Linked DNA regions of Mus musculus: region 1 is linked to region 2. A link is a contact called in public Hi-C data. All regions are on one chromosome and are shown on one strand. Each heading gives the region's core, a stretch centred on a gene start, on an enhancer-like site or on the middle of the called end of the contact. The rest is flanking DNA. Distances are from core to core; before and after follow the strand shown.

What was found. A called contact is a pair of places that touch in the nucleus more often than the background predicts.
Region 1: a Hi-C map of B cells shows a contact between it and region 2, with 11 read pairs. The contact joins the promoter of Med4 here to the enhancer-like site in region 2. A contact is called at or near these places in 1 of 15 datasets of contacts at CTCF or cohesin (CD8 T cells), 2 of 484 Hi-C or Micro-C datasets (B cells and the N1E-115 cell line) and 1 of 9 other capture datasets (adipose tissue).

What each region holds. Positions count from the first base shown.
Region 1 is chr14:73,506,845-73,512,836 of GRCm38.p6, forward strand. Med4 (mediator complex subunit 4) reads left to right here and starts at 3,205. Exons shown (of 7, transcript NM_026119.3): 1 at 3,205-3,341; 2 at 4,311-4,377. The coding sequence starts at 3,217.
Region 2 is chr14:73,438,240-73,444,171 of GRCm38.p6, forward strand. No RefSeq gene overlaps it. Among named protein-coding and RNA genes, the nearest start is that of Gm35450, 33 kb to the right of the region's middle. Within about 2 kb of position 3,837, at least 124 of the 459 cell types and tissues checked have an H3K27ac peak or open chromatin away from gene starts, as enhancers often do. A contact at or near this core is called in B cells, CD8 T cells and adipose tissue, where this site is marked.

The DNA of each region.
Region 1 (5,992 bases), core at 1,955-4,454, 68 kb after region 2:
TCAGTCCAAGGAGCCTGGAGCAGGCAGACCTGGTTTCCCTCTGAGGAAAGCTACCTCACTGTGTCCTCCCAAGGCCTTTTCTCATATCTCTGGCACATCTCCGACTCTCCCTGGGTCCCAGTCAGATTAGACAGGGCCCCCACCCTAATAACCCCCAATTAACTTAATCACCCCCTTGAAGGACCTGTCTTCAAACTTTCACACCTTTTTATCCACGGTAAGACTAATACAGCTGAGCACGGTGGGGCACATTTTTAATATCATGGCAGGCAGAGGCAGAGGGCTAGGTCAGCCTGGTCTACAAAGAAAATTCTAGGGCAGCCAAAGTTATGTAGTTGAGATCTTGTCTCAAAAAAAAAATTTTAAAAAATCATAAATGTATAACGAAGAAAAGTTTTCATCGAGCAGAACTACATATCTGTCTTTTGAAAGTCTTCTCTGTAGAAATCTCTGCAGAGCTTTGTGTTGGATCTCTGATGCGAGTGATAACCACATAGAAACATGCAAATAACAGTGGAGCGTGTGCGCATCCTGGATATCATAGAATACGTCATCCTACGGTGACAGAGGAAAGGGGGCGGGGCGTTGGTGAGCCGTGGAATCTTGATTCATCATCGTAGGAAAGAAATACGTTCATAAAGGAATCCAGTAAAACCACAGGGTATATGTATGGCATCTTAAAATTGGGGAGCAAACGGTGAAAGTAATTCCCTCCATGGAGCTGCACGTGGTAGAACGTGAGGCTCTGGAGGCAATGGGGTTAAACTTTTGTATGTTTTTGTTAGGCGCTCCCCCCCCCCCCCCCCCCGTTTATAAATAAAATTCATTATGATGTCTGTTGATTGATGTGCTCACAGGAAGGGACCAAAGAGATAGGGGAAGGGCAGAAAACAAAAGCAATCCGTGCGTCCCTTGCACTGTATAAGGAAGGAGGCACCCTGTCTCGTGAGCACAAATGTTCTGATCTCTAACACAGATCTCCCCACACTCTGGAGACACACAGTCTCGAGGCTGCACCAAGTGTGGAACCTCCCCTCATTTGTTCTAATTCAAGTTCACCAAACAACTATTGCGGTCACGGGCTTTCCTGTAGGTTTCTTTATGGGGAAATGCGCTCCGCACCATTCTTTTTTCATTGACATTCCGAATTACACAGCTTTGCTTATGAGTGGATTTATAAACATGAGTCTCCCCGGGGATTGCCAGCTCTGGAGTTCTTGAGTCGGACTCCACAGGACAGTGGGCAGGACTAGACCTGAAATGAAGACAGCACACAGTCATGACCACTGCCTGTGAATGGCACCTTATTTTTGATAACAGCAACATGACTCAGCATGGAGTCCCCACTGCCAATAACTGGAGCCTAGGTAGGGAAAGTTCCCTGCTGTGTTGATCTCTGCAGGAGTGGGAGGAGGTGCAGCTTCAGTGTTGACACCCAGGCCTGCCTTGGAATTAGGTGCTTTGCAGATGATTTACACTATTTTCTTTTTCTTTTCTTTTCTTTTCTTTTCTTTTCTTTTCTTTTCTTTTCTTTTCTTTTCTTTTCTTTTCTTTTCTTTTCTCTTCTCTTCTTTTCTTTTCTCTTCTTTTTTTCTTTTCTTTTCTTTCTTTCTTTCTTTCTTTCTTTTTTTTTTAGAGATTTGTTTATTTATTATATGTGAGTACACTGTAGCTGTTTTCAGACACACCAGAAGAGGGCATCAGATCTCATTATGGATGGTTGTGAACCACCATGTGGTTGCTGGGATTTGAACTCAGGACCTTTGGAAGAGCAGTTAGTGCTCTTAACCTCTGAGCCATCTCTCTAGCCCTACACTATTTTCTTGAATGACAGTTTACACTATTGATTCATTCATTTCAACAGTCACCTTGAATAAAGAGCAGAGCAGTTTGTTGGAAGATATACAGGCCTAAAGATGAGTTCCGAAAACCAAGAAGGTAACCCAGCTAAATGCCATCTGATAGGGGGTACGGTTAGCACATACAGGAAGTATTATTCAGACTTCAAGGGAGGGGTATTCTGGCACCTATTCCAATGTACATGAACCATGATAGCATTATGCTAAATGAATCAGCCTGCTATAGGGGCTCAGCATTCAGTAGGCTGTAATGAGAAAGTGAGTTCCTTCTTAGTTTAGGACTAGTTTACACAACAAGATTCGGTCTGAAAAGAAGGAAAGAAAGAAAGAAAGAAAGAAAGAAAGAAAGAAAGAAAGCAAGCCAACCAAACAAAGCCCAAATCCCCCAAAACCAAAAAATAATAACAAGCAAACCCCCAAGCCCCAAACTAGAACATGTGATTCTACTCATTCAAAATGCATAGAATAGCCAGACAAACAGAAAGTACAGTGTGGTTTTCAGGAACGGGAAGTCAGACCTTCATGAGCACACCTTTTTTACATTTTACAAGTTGAAGAGTTTTGGGGATGTTATTTAGCCGCAATTTTTTGTTTGTTTGTTTTGTTTTGAGACGAGGTTTCTCTGTGTAACCCTGGCTGTCCTGGAAGTCACTCTGTGACCAGGCTAGTCTCTAACTCAGGAGATCTGCCTGCCTCTGCTTCCTTGAGTGTTGGGATTAAAGGCATGCCTCACAACTGCCTTGCTTAACAGCAATTTAGTGGCAGTGAACCCTACACATACAATGGTTAAGATACTGAATTTTAGTAGCGGGGCATGGTGGTACACCCCTTTAACCCCAGGACTCGAGATGCAGGCAGATCTCTTGAGTTCGAGACCAGCCTGGTCTATAGGCCAATTATATGTATTTTGCTACCAAACAACGGAATGGGGAGGGAAGAAAAGATTTTACTTCCTGCTCTAAGTTTACTACAACTTCACGAGAGACCAAACTTGATGGCTGGGATTTTATCGGAATACAGACAAAATAGAAGTTAATAATTATGTAATTTCCCCAGTTTAAAAAAAAAATCTTTTGTTAGAAGCCTTCCACTGATGCTGAGGAAATAAAACCCAGGAGACTGGGAACTGCATCTCTCATCCTGGGTCCGGTTGGAGCATGTCAGATTGGAACGAGTCACAAGCCCTCCTTTGCCCTGTAGATGGCGCTAGAACTGTAGTGCACCTCCAGGCACATAGGCGGCGCTCTAGCCGGACCTCTCCGTCCCGACCTCTATTACTCTTCTTTCCTTCTTCCGGTTCCGCCCCTCCTGTGGCTAGCTCACACTGCGCATGCGACGGCTGGTGGTCAGCGGGGCGATGGCGGCTTCTTCAAGTGGTGAGAAGGAAAAGGAGCGGATGGGAGGCGTTTCGGGAATGGCCGGCCTTGGCAGTACGCGAGAGCGGCTTCTGTCTGCGCTGGAAGATCTGGAGGTCTTGTCGAGGTAACCGCGGCCCGGGAGCCTGCTCCGGCCGGCTCGGCTGTGGGCGCTGACTTGGGTAGGCGGGCTTGGGAGGCTCCGTTGGACGTGGGGTCTAGGGCCTTCGGGGGCTTTGGGCCGCATTTCCCCGCCAAGGGGACATCTCAGTCACATGACCTGGAAACCAAGGCAGTCAAAACTTTAGTAGCCGGTAAGAGGGGCAGATCCGAGCCCCCTCAGTCATTGACACGCAACAGACATTTAAAAGCACGCTTCCCCCCAGTAGTCAAGGGGAGGCTAGATGCCAACACGAAGGAGCCCAGGGTGACAGGAGAGACAAATGTGTTAAAACGCTATGGACCAGATTTCTAAGGGTTGAGCCGCAGCCTCCTGCAGTCCACCGATGGGATTCCTATTCTGGTGGTAGCAGGGCACACGTCCCCAAGAAATGGGCTGCTAGTCAAATCAGATTTGTTAGGCGTCTGATAGATAGCCCATCATCTGAAAAAGCCTGGAAACATCAGGCAGGGCACAGTGGGGTTGGCTGGTGTGTGGCCGAGATAGAGTAAATTGGATGTCACACTCCACATCGTCGTGATAGTCTTAAATCTATCAGTTGAAGTCTTATCAAGGGAAGGCAGCCATGGCCACCGTCTTACAAGAAAACATAATTTACACAAATGGCAGCACTATTGGCCTACAGACCTACATAGTTGAGTCAGGAGGTTTTCTTGTAAATCACAGCTGAGTCTTTATCACGTGCAGTTAGCCAGCGAATGCTGAAGTGTTTGTAGTCACCATGAGAGTCCAGCATGTTAGGAGGACCATAAACCCAACAATCGGTTGGGGCAGGGAGCAATTTAAACAGTTTCTTTTGTGTTTCTACTGTGTTATGAAAAGGTTTCACTAGATATCTGAGGCTGGTCTGAGTCCTCCCAAACACTGAGTTTACAGGCAAGTATCACCATACCGTGATGGGTGTTTTTCTTTTAGGGAACTCATAGAAATGCTTGCAATTTCAAGAAATCAGAAGCTATTACAGCTGGAAGAGGAAAACCAGGTAAACTTTTTGTTGTTGTTTGTTTGTTTTTTATTAAAAAGTTATTAATGCCGGGCAGTGGTGGCTCGCACCTTCAATCCCACCACTTGTGGGGGAGTGGCAGGTGGATCTCTGACTTCCAGGTCTACAGAGGGAGTTCTAGGGCAGCCAGCACAGATAAACCCTTTCTTGAAAAAAAAATAAGAGAGATAAGTTAATGTTTGAAAGTTCATATTTATTTTGTGTGAGAGTAGGGATGCTTCTTGAAGTCTTTTAAGTTGATACTTAAAAAAAAAAAAAAAAAAGCATTATTTTATTTTTGGGTTTTTCTGAGATTGTCTCACTGCCTGTTCTGTAATTCCGTAGACCAGGCTGGTCTCAAACCCACAGCCCTTGGCCTGCCTCTGCCTCCGAGTTCTGGGATTAATAAAGGTCCGTGTCAGTGTGCCCGGCACATTGATACTTTTCTTTATAGCACTTATGTAACACAGTGCCTATGAAAGTTCCCAGCCATACATAGTGGCTCACACCTTAAATCCCAGCACCGGAGTGTCCCAGGGAGACACATCGCTGTGAGTTGACGTTCTTCCTGGTCTGGATACAAATTTTATTCCTTACTTTTGAGTTAATCAACACAACCTTACAAAATGGAGACAAAGATAGAATGCTGGGAGGAAGTTGTTATTATAAACACCTGTATGTTGCTGCTTTATCCCCGTGAAACTTGAATGGAAATCAAAGATCCTCTCACTCTTACACGCTATGTATACTGTTCATCCATTCTCTTTCCTTTCCTTCCCTGTGCTTTCTTCCTTTCTCTTTTTGGAGTGTGTGTGTGTGTGTGTGTGTGTGTGGAGGGGTAGTGTTCAAGACAAGGTTTCTCTTTGTATGTAGCCTTGGATACTCTAAAACATACTCTGGTCACCACAGGGTCATAAGAGTGGGTGAGCTGCCCTGCTTCCTGATGGCTACAGCGCTTAGGAGAATTGACGCCGCACCTCACCAGGACGGCACAGTAGAGCTGTCCCTGGGTGGGGGAGCATAGGTGACCCAGCCCCGAGCTGGCCCAGCCATTCATCTACTGTGAGGTTTCCTGGGTGTGGGGGGGAATGCCCCTTACCACCTACAGTAGTTGAGAGAGCTGGCCCTGCCCCTTGCTGCCTGCAGCACTTTGGAGAGTGGGCCCTGCCACTTGTCTGTTATGAGGTGGTGTGGGTGCAGGGGTGATGCCCTCCCCCTCTTCCCCTGTCATCTGTGGTAGTCTGGAGAGTCGGCCCCAAGGCATGAATATAGGAGACTTAGCCTTGCCCACTCCCTAGCTGTAGCACTCAGGAGGGTGGGTCTGCACCACCTGAGCTAGAGCTGATGGTGAAGGTATGGGTGAGCCAGCCCTTAGGGTGTGAGAGCAGGAGAGCTGGCCCAGTCCCTTGACTGGGCAGCACAGTGGAGCTGGCTCTGGAGGAGTGTGTGCAGGCGAGCTGGCTGCTGCCAATGGTGGCACTGGGTGGCCTATTGGGAGTAGTGCTGAGAGCTCCCTGATGGTGCAGATAACAGGGAGCTGCCACCCAGGCCCAGATCCAAGTGTATTTTTCCAGTGTCATATCTCACACCTGCACCCTTTGGGAACCGCCATCCT
Region 2 (5,932 bases), core at 2,587-5,086:
AAGGATTGGTGGTAGAGACCTTTAAAAAATTACTGACTACCTTTTGCAGTGTCTACATTTTGAACCATATCTCTTGCTCAAAATTAAATATAATATTTCAAGGCTGTCACATTGCTTCAGTGGACAAACACACCTTCTGCCAAGTCTAATGACCTAGGTTCAATCCCTAGAAGCCAAATGGTAAAAAGCAAATACTGACCTCCACAGTCATGTGTCATGGCACATGTCCGTGTGCATGTACACAGAGACATAATTCAAAAAGTGTAATGATTTGTATCTTGGATATTCTGAGCTTCAGGGCTAATATCCACTTATCAGTGAGTGTATACCATGTGTGTTCTTTTGTGATTGGGTTACCTCACTCAGGATGATATTTTCTAGTTCCATCCATTTGCCTAGGAATTTCATGAATTCATTGTTTTTAATAGCTGAGTAGTACTTCATTGTGTAAATGTACCACATTTTTCTGTATCCATTCCTCTGTTGAGGGACATCTGGGTTCTTTCCAGCTTCTGGCTATTATAAATAAGGCTGCTGTGAATATAGTGGAGCATGTGTCCATATTACATGTTGGAGCATCTGGTTCTCGGGTAGTACTATGTCCAATTTTCTGAGGAACCGCCAGACTGATTTCCAGAGCGGTTGTACCAGCTTGCAATCCCACCAGCAGTGGAGGAGTGTCCCTCTCTATTCATATCCTCGACAGCATCTACCCAAGATACAATTCACAGACCAAATGAAGCTCAAAAAGAAGGAAGACCAAAGTATGGATACTTTGGTCCTTCTTAGACAGGGGAACAAAATACCCAAGGGTGGAGATACAAAGCGTACAGTAGAGACTGAATAAATGACCATCCAGAGACTGCTCCACCTGGGGATCCATCCTATATACAGTCACCAAACCCAGACACTATTGTGGATGCTAACAAGTGTTTGCTGACAGGAACCTGATATAGCTGTCTCCTGAGAGGCTCTGCCAGTGCCTGACAAATACAGAGGTAGATGCTCTCAACCAACCATTGGACTGAGCACAAGGTCCCCAATGGAGGAGCTAGAGAAAGGACTGAAGGAGCTGAAGGAGCTTGCAGCCCCATAGGAAAAACAACAATATGAACCAACCAGTACCCCCAGAGCTCCCAAGGACTAAACCACCAACCAAAGAGTACACATGGAGAGACCCATGGCTCCAGCTGCATATGTAGAAGAGGATGGCCTTGTTGGACACCAATGGCAGGAGAGGCCTTTGGTCCTGAGAAGGCTTGATGTCCCAGTGTAGGGGAATGCCAGGACAGGGAAGCAGGAGTGGGTGGGTTGGTGAGCAGGGGGAGGGGGTATATGATAGGGAGTTTTCGGGTGGGAAACCAGGAAAGGGGATAACATTTGAAATGTAAATAAAGAAAATATCTAATAAAAAAGTGTAGTGATGAAATTGAATAAGAATTTAATGAAGAATAACAAGGAAATAGCACATAGGCTTGAGTGAGCACTTTAAAAGTGAATTTTGTGTTGTGTAAACTTCATCTTAACTTAGCACCAGTGAAAATGATGATCAGGACTTTAACTCAAAACTAAAGACCAGACTCTCTTTCCTGCAGTCCCTCTCTCTCAGGGTATGGCACTACCCTGCTGTAGTAGTACTGTGCCAGGAAAGTTTTAATGACTATCTCCCTACATCCACCATTCAAAGCATCCATTTTTAGCATTTTTCAATATCTGTGGTGTAAATATTCCCACCACTGAACTTGGATTTGGCTGAGACACCCAGAGCTAACCCTTGTGATCCACTATAAACCAGTCACAGCACAGACATGTACCCAGTTCGGGAAAACCACAACCTTTGGAAATATACCCCAGTGCTTGGTGGAATCCACCCTAGAAGCCCCATGGGACGATGTGGTCACCTCAGCATTATAACTGCAATTTCATCTTGCCCTCTGCTTTGGGGTTGTACCTTTTATTTTATTTTATTTTTTTATTTGTTGCCAGCAAATTTTTTTATTATTACGTATTTTCCTCAATTACATTTCCAATGCTATCCCAAAAGTCCCCCACACCCCCCCCCCCACTCTCCTACCCACCCATTCCCATTTTTTGACCCTGGCGTTCCCCTGTACTGGGGCATATAAAGTTTGCCTGTCCAATGGGCATCTCTTTCCAGTGATGGCCAACTAGGCCATCTTTTGATACATATGTAGCTAGAGTCAAGAGCTCTGGGGTACTGGTTAGTTCATAATGTTGTACCTACAGGGTTGCAGATCTCTTTAGCTCCTTGGATACTTTCTCTAGCTCCTCCATTGGAGGCCCTGTGATCCATCCAATAGTTGACTGTGAGCATCCACTTCTGTGTTTGCTAGGCCCCAGCCTAGTCTCACAAGAGACAGCTATATCATGGTCCTTGCAACAAACGCTTGCTAGTGTATGCAATTGTGTCATTGTTTGGAGGCTAATTATGGGATGGATCTCTGGATATGGCAGTCTCTAGATGGTTCATTCTTTTGTCTCAGCTCCAAACTTTGTCTCTGTAACTCCTTCCATGGGTGATTGTTTCCAATTCTAAGAAGGGGCAAAGTGTCCACATTTTGGTCTTTGTTCTTCTTCAGTTTCATGTGTTTTGCAAATTGTACCTTATATCTCGCTATACTAAGTTTCTGGGCTAGTATCCACTTATCAGTGAGTACATATCATTTGAGTTCTTTTGTGATTGTGTTACCTCACTCAGGATGATACCCTCCAGGTCCAACCATTTGCCTAGGAATTTCACAAATTCATTCTTTTTAATAGCTGAGTAGTACTCCATTGTGTAAATGTACCACATTTTTGTATCCATTCCTCTGTTGAGGGGCATTTGGGTTCTTTCCAGCTTCTAGCTATTATAAATAAGGCTGCTATGAACATAGTGGAGCATGTGTCCTTCTTACTGGTTGGGACATCTTCTGGATATATGCCCAGGAGAGGTATTGCTGGATCCTCTGGTAGTACTATGTCCAATTTTCTGAGGAACCACCAGACTGATTTCCAGAGTGGTTGTACAAGCTTGCAATCCCACCAACAATGGAGGTGTTCCTCTTTCTCCACATCCTCGCCAGCATCTGCTGTCTTACACAACAGAAAAATGCAAGGCTGGTATGTGCCATTTACATGAAAAAGAACTCTTTCTGCTGCCTTGTGGGCTGCTCTGCTGGCCCTCAACCAGGTTAGCATGGGTCAGGGACCACAGAATTTCTCATGACAGTTGAGAAAGGAACTTACCCAATTTGTTGATTTCACTATTTCTTCTTTTTCTTCTTCTCTTCTTCTTCTTCTTCTTCTTCTTCTTCTTCTTCTTCTTCTTCTTCTTCTTCTTCTTCTTCTTCTTCTTCTTCTTCTTCTTCTTCTCCTCCTCCTCCTCCTCCTCCTCCTCTTCCCCCTCCTCCTCCTCCTCCTCCTCCTCCCCTCTCTCCTCTTCCTCCTTCTCTTCAAATGAGTCAAGATTTAAACTATTTTCAGGCCTCTGCTTTCAACAGAACTCTGGTGTGATAGTCTTGACTATTTCCTGTATCAGTTTTGCTATTACCCACATCTATCAGAATAATGAGCACATTCCATGTGAGTTTCTCAGTTTCTACTGAGAAAAATGATTGGGCCACTCTTTTTTTTTTTTTTTTTTTTTACAGAGAGCTAATCTTGAAATCAGAATCTGTAGGTAGTGGACCTTCAATGATCACTGTTTCAAATCGAGATGTGACTTTAAAAAAAAAAAAAAAAAAAAAGGAATTCCAGACAGCTGACTGTGGCCAACAGCAGCTGTGTCACATGCTGGTCTGAGGAAGTGGTCAGAGGGCAAGCAACTCTATATTGCATTTTCTTTGCAGAATGGAGCCCTCTGCAGCTGAGTGAACCCAGGGGCTGGACGTGCTCACCCTATGACTAACAAAAACACTTCCAGCGTTGGGGGCAGATGAGGAAGGCTTCACCAGCTGGGGCTGAGAAACAACTTGGGGGAAGTAACTTGTCCCTGTCCCCCACTGCTGCTGAACATGGGATGGAGCTGGAGATATCTTCCTGTTCATGCCTGCACTGCACACACTACCTTTGTGGGCCTGCGGAGGCTCTTTGCTCTTGGCAGGGTTCTTGGGGTTAGGTTTTACTTGATTTTTATCTATACAGCTTTTATTGAGATTTTTATAAAAATGGGTTTTAGTTGTATGCATGTCTGGTGGTGTGTGTGTGTGTGGTATGGTGTGTGTGTGTGTGTGGTATGGTGTGTATGTGGTGTGGTGTGTGTGTGTGTGTGTGTGTGTGTGTGTGTGTGATATGGTGTGTGTGTGTGTGGTATGGTGTGTGTGTGTGTGTGTGGTATGGTGTGTGTGTGTGTGGTGTGTGTGTGTGGGGTATGGTGTGTGTGTGTGTGTGTGTGTGTGCGTGTGTGTGTCCAGAAAAGCATAAAGGATCCCCTCGAGGTGGACTAGCAGGCGATTGTGAGCCACCATGTAATGGTAGGAACCAAAGTGAGGATCTCTGTAAGAGCAGTAATGGCTGTTAGCTGCCAAGTCATCTCTCCAGGGCCATGTATGCCCTAAAGGAGTGCAAGGGAGGCCAGCATGGAAGAAGGCAGGCACTTTGCTATTGTCCCAAGTCTATAGGATAACTCTGGGCTCTCTGTTAGACTCCATTCAAGGACTCATGGGTAGAATCTAAGTAGAGAACAAACTATGAAATTTCTAGCTACCAATTCCCCGTGTAAATTTGGCCAGGGCAGATGATCAGTTTGTTCTCTGCAAATCCCACGGAATGGAAATCTTGGGATTTTTCTTCTTTTTTTCCTGACTCCAAGGTCATCTATTTCTGCCCTTTAACACTTGCCAATGTCCCTGTGGTCCTTGACACCTGAGCACTGCCTCCTTCAGTCTCACTGTCATGTGACAGAGGTAAGGGACTAGTCTTTTTCTATTGCAGTCACTGACCCAACAACAACAACAATAACAATCCAACACTATGAAATAACTACATGGTTGAGCAAAATATAAAGCTGACATGGAAAGAAAATACAAAATGATTAAGTCACTGAAACACCATGCAAATTGCATCCTGATATGTTGTTGCCTTTTGAGTGAAGAGGAGAAAGGGATGGGGGGATTGCAACAGAGAAAAAAAGAGTGAAGGGCAAAGGGGTAGAGGAGCAAGGACTTATTTAATGGAGGAAAGTATCGGCGCTGACCCTGGTGCAGACCGTGCGTGGGGGCATTCTAAGCTTGGATTATTGTACACGTGTGTTCATGATGTGTCTTGTGTGGGAACACATGTGGAAGTCACAGAACACTCTCAGAATTGGCTCTTTTTTTTTTCTTTCTTTTTGTTTGTTTGTTTTTTGAGACAGGGTTTCTCTGGCTGTCCTGGAACTCACTCTGTAGACCAGGCTGGCCTCAGACTCAGAAATCTGCCTGCCTCTGCCTCCCGAGTGCTGGGATTAAAGGCATGCGCCACCACGCCTGACTAGAATTGGCTCTTTCCTGTCACCTTATGTAGGTTCCAGGGATCGAATTCAGTTTGCTCCATTTGCATTGTGAGCGCTCACTTCCCTGTTCCTCCAGGGTGCCATCTTGCTGGGCCAGAAAGCAAACAACAAAATGAAACAACTGTCTGTTTAAAGTGTGGTGGCAACCCCTTTAATCCCGCACTTGGGAGGCAGAAGCAGGTGAATCGCTGATTTACAGATTGAGTTCCAGGATAATTGGGGCTATACAGAGAAGCGCTATCTTGAAAAACTAAACAACCCAACAACAATAAATAACAACGCGCCCCCCCCCCAACACACATACACAACTCTTTCTTGTTTTTCTTCTTTTTCCTTCTTAGCTACACACTGCTGGTTCAGCTTGCAGTAGCCAAACCGTTGCCTACAGTGGAAGTCAACTGTATCAAGGGCCTGGAAGTAGCCAGAGACATGAGGAAT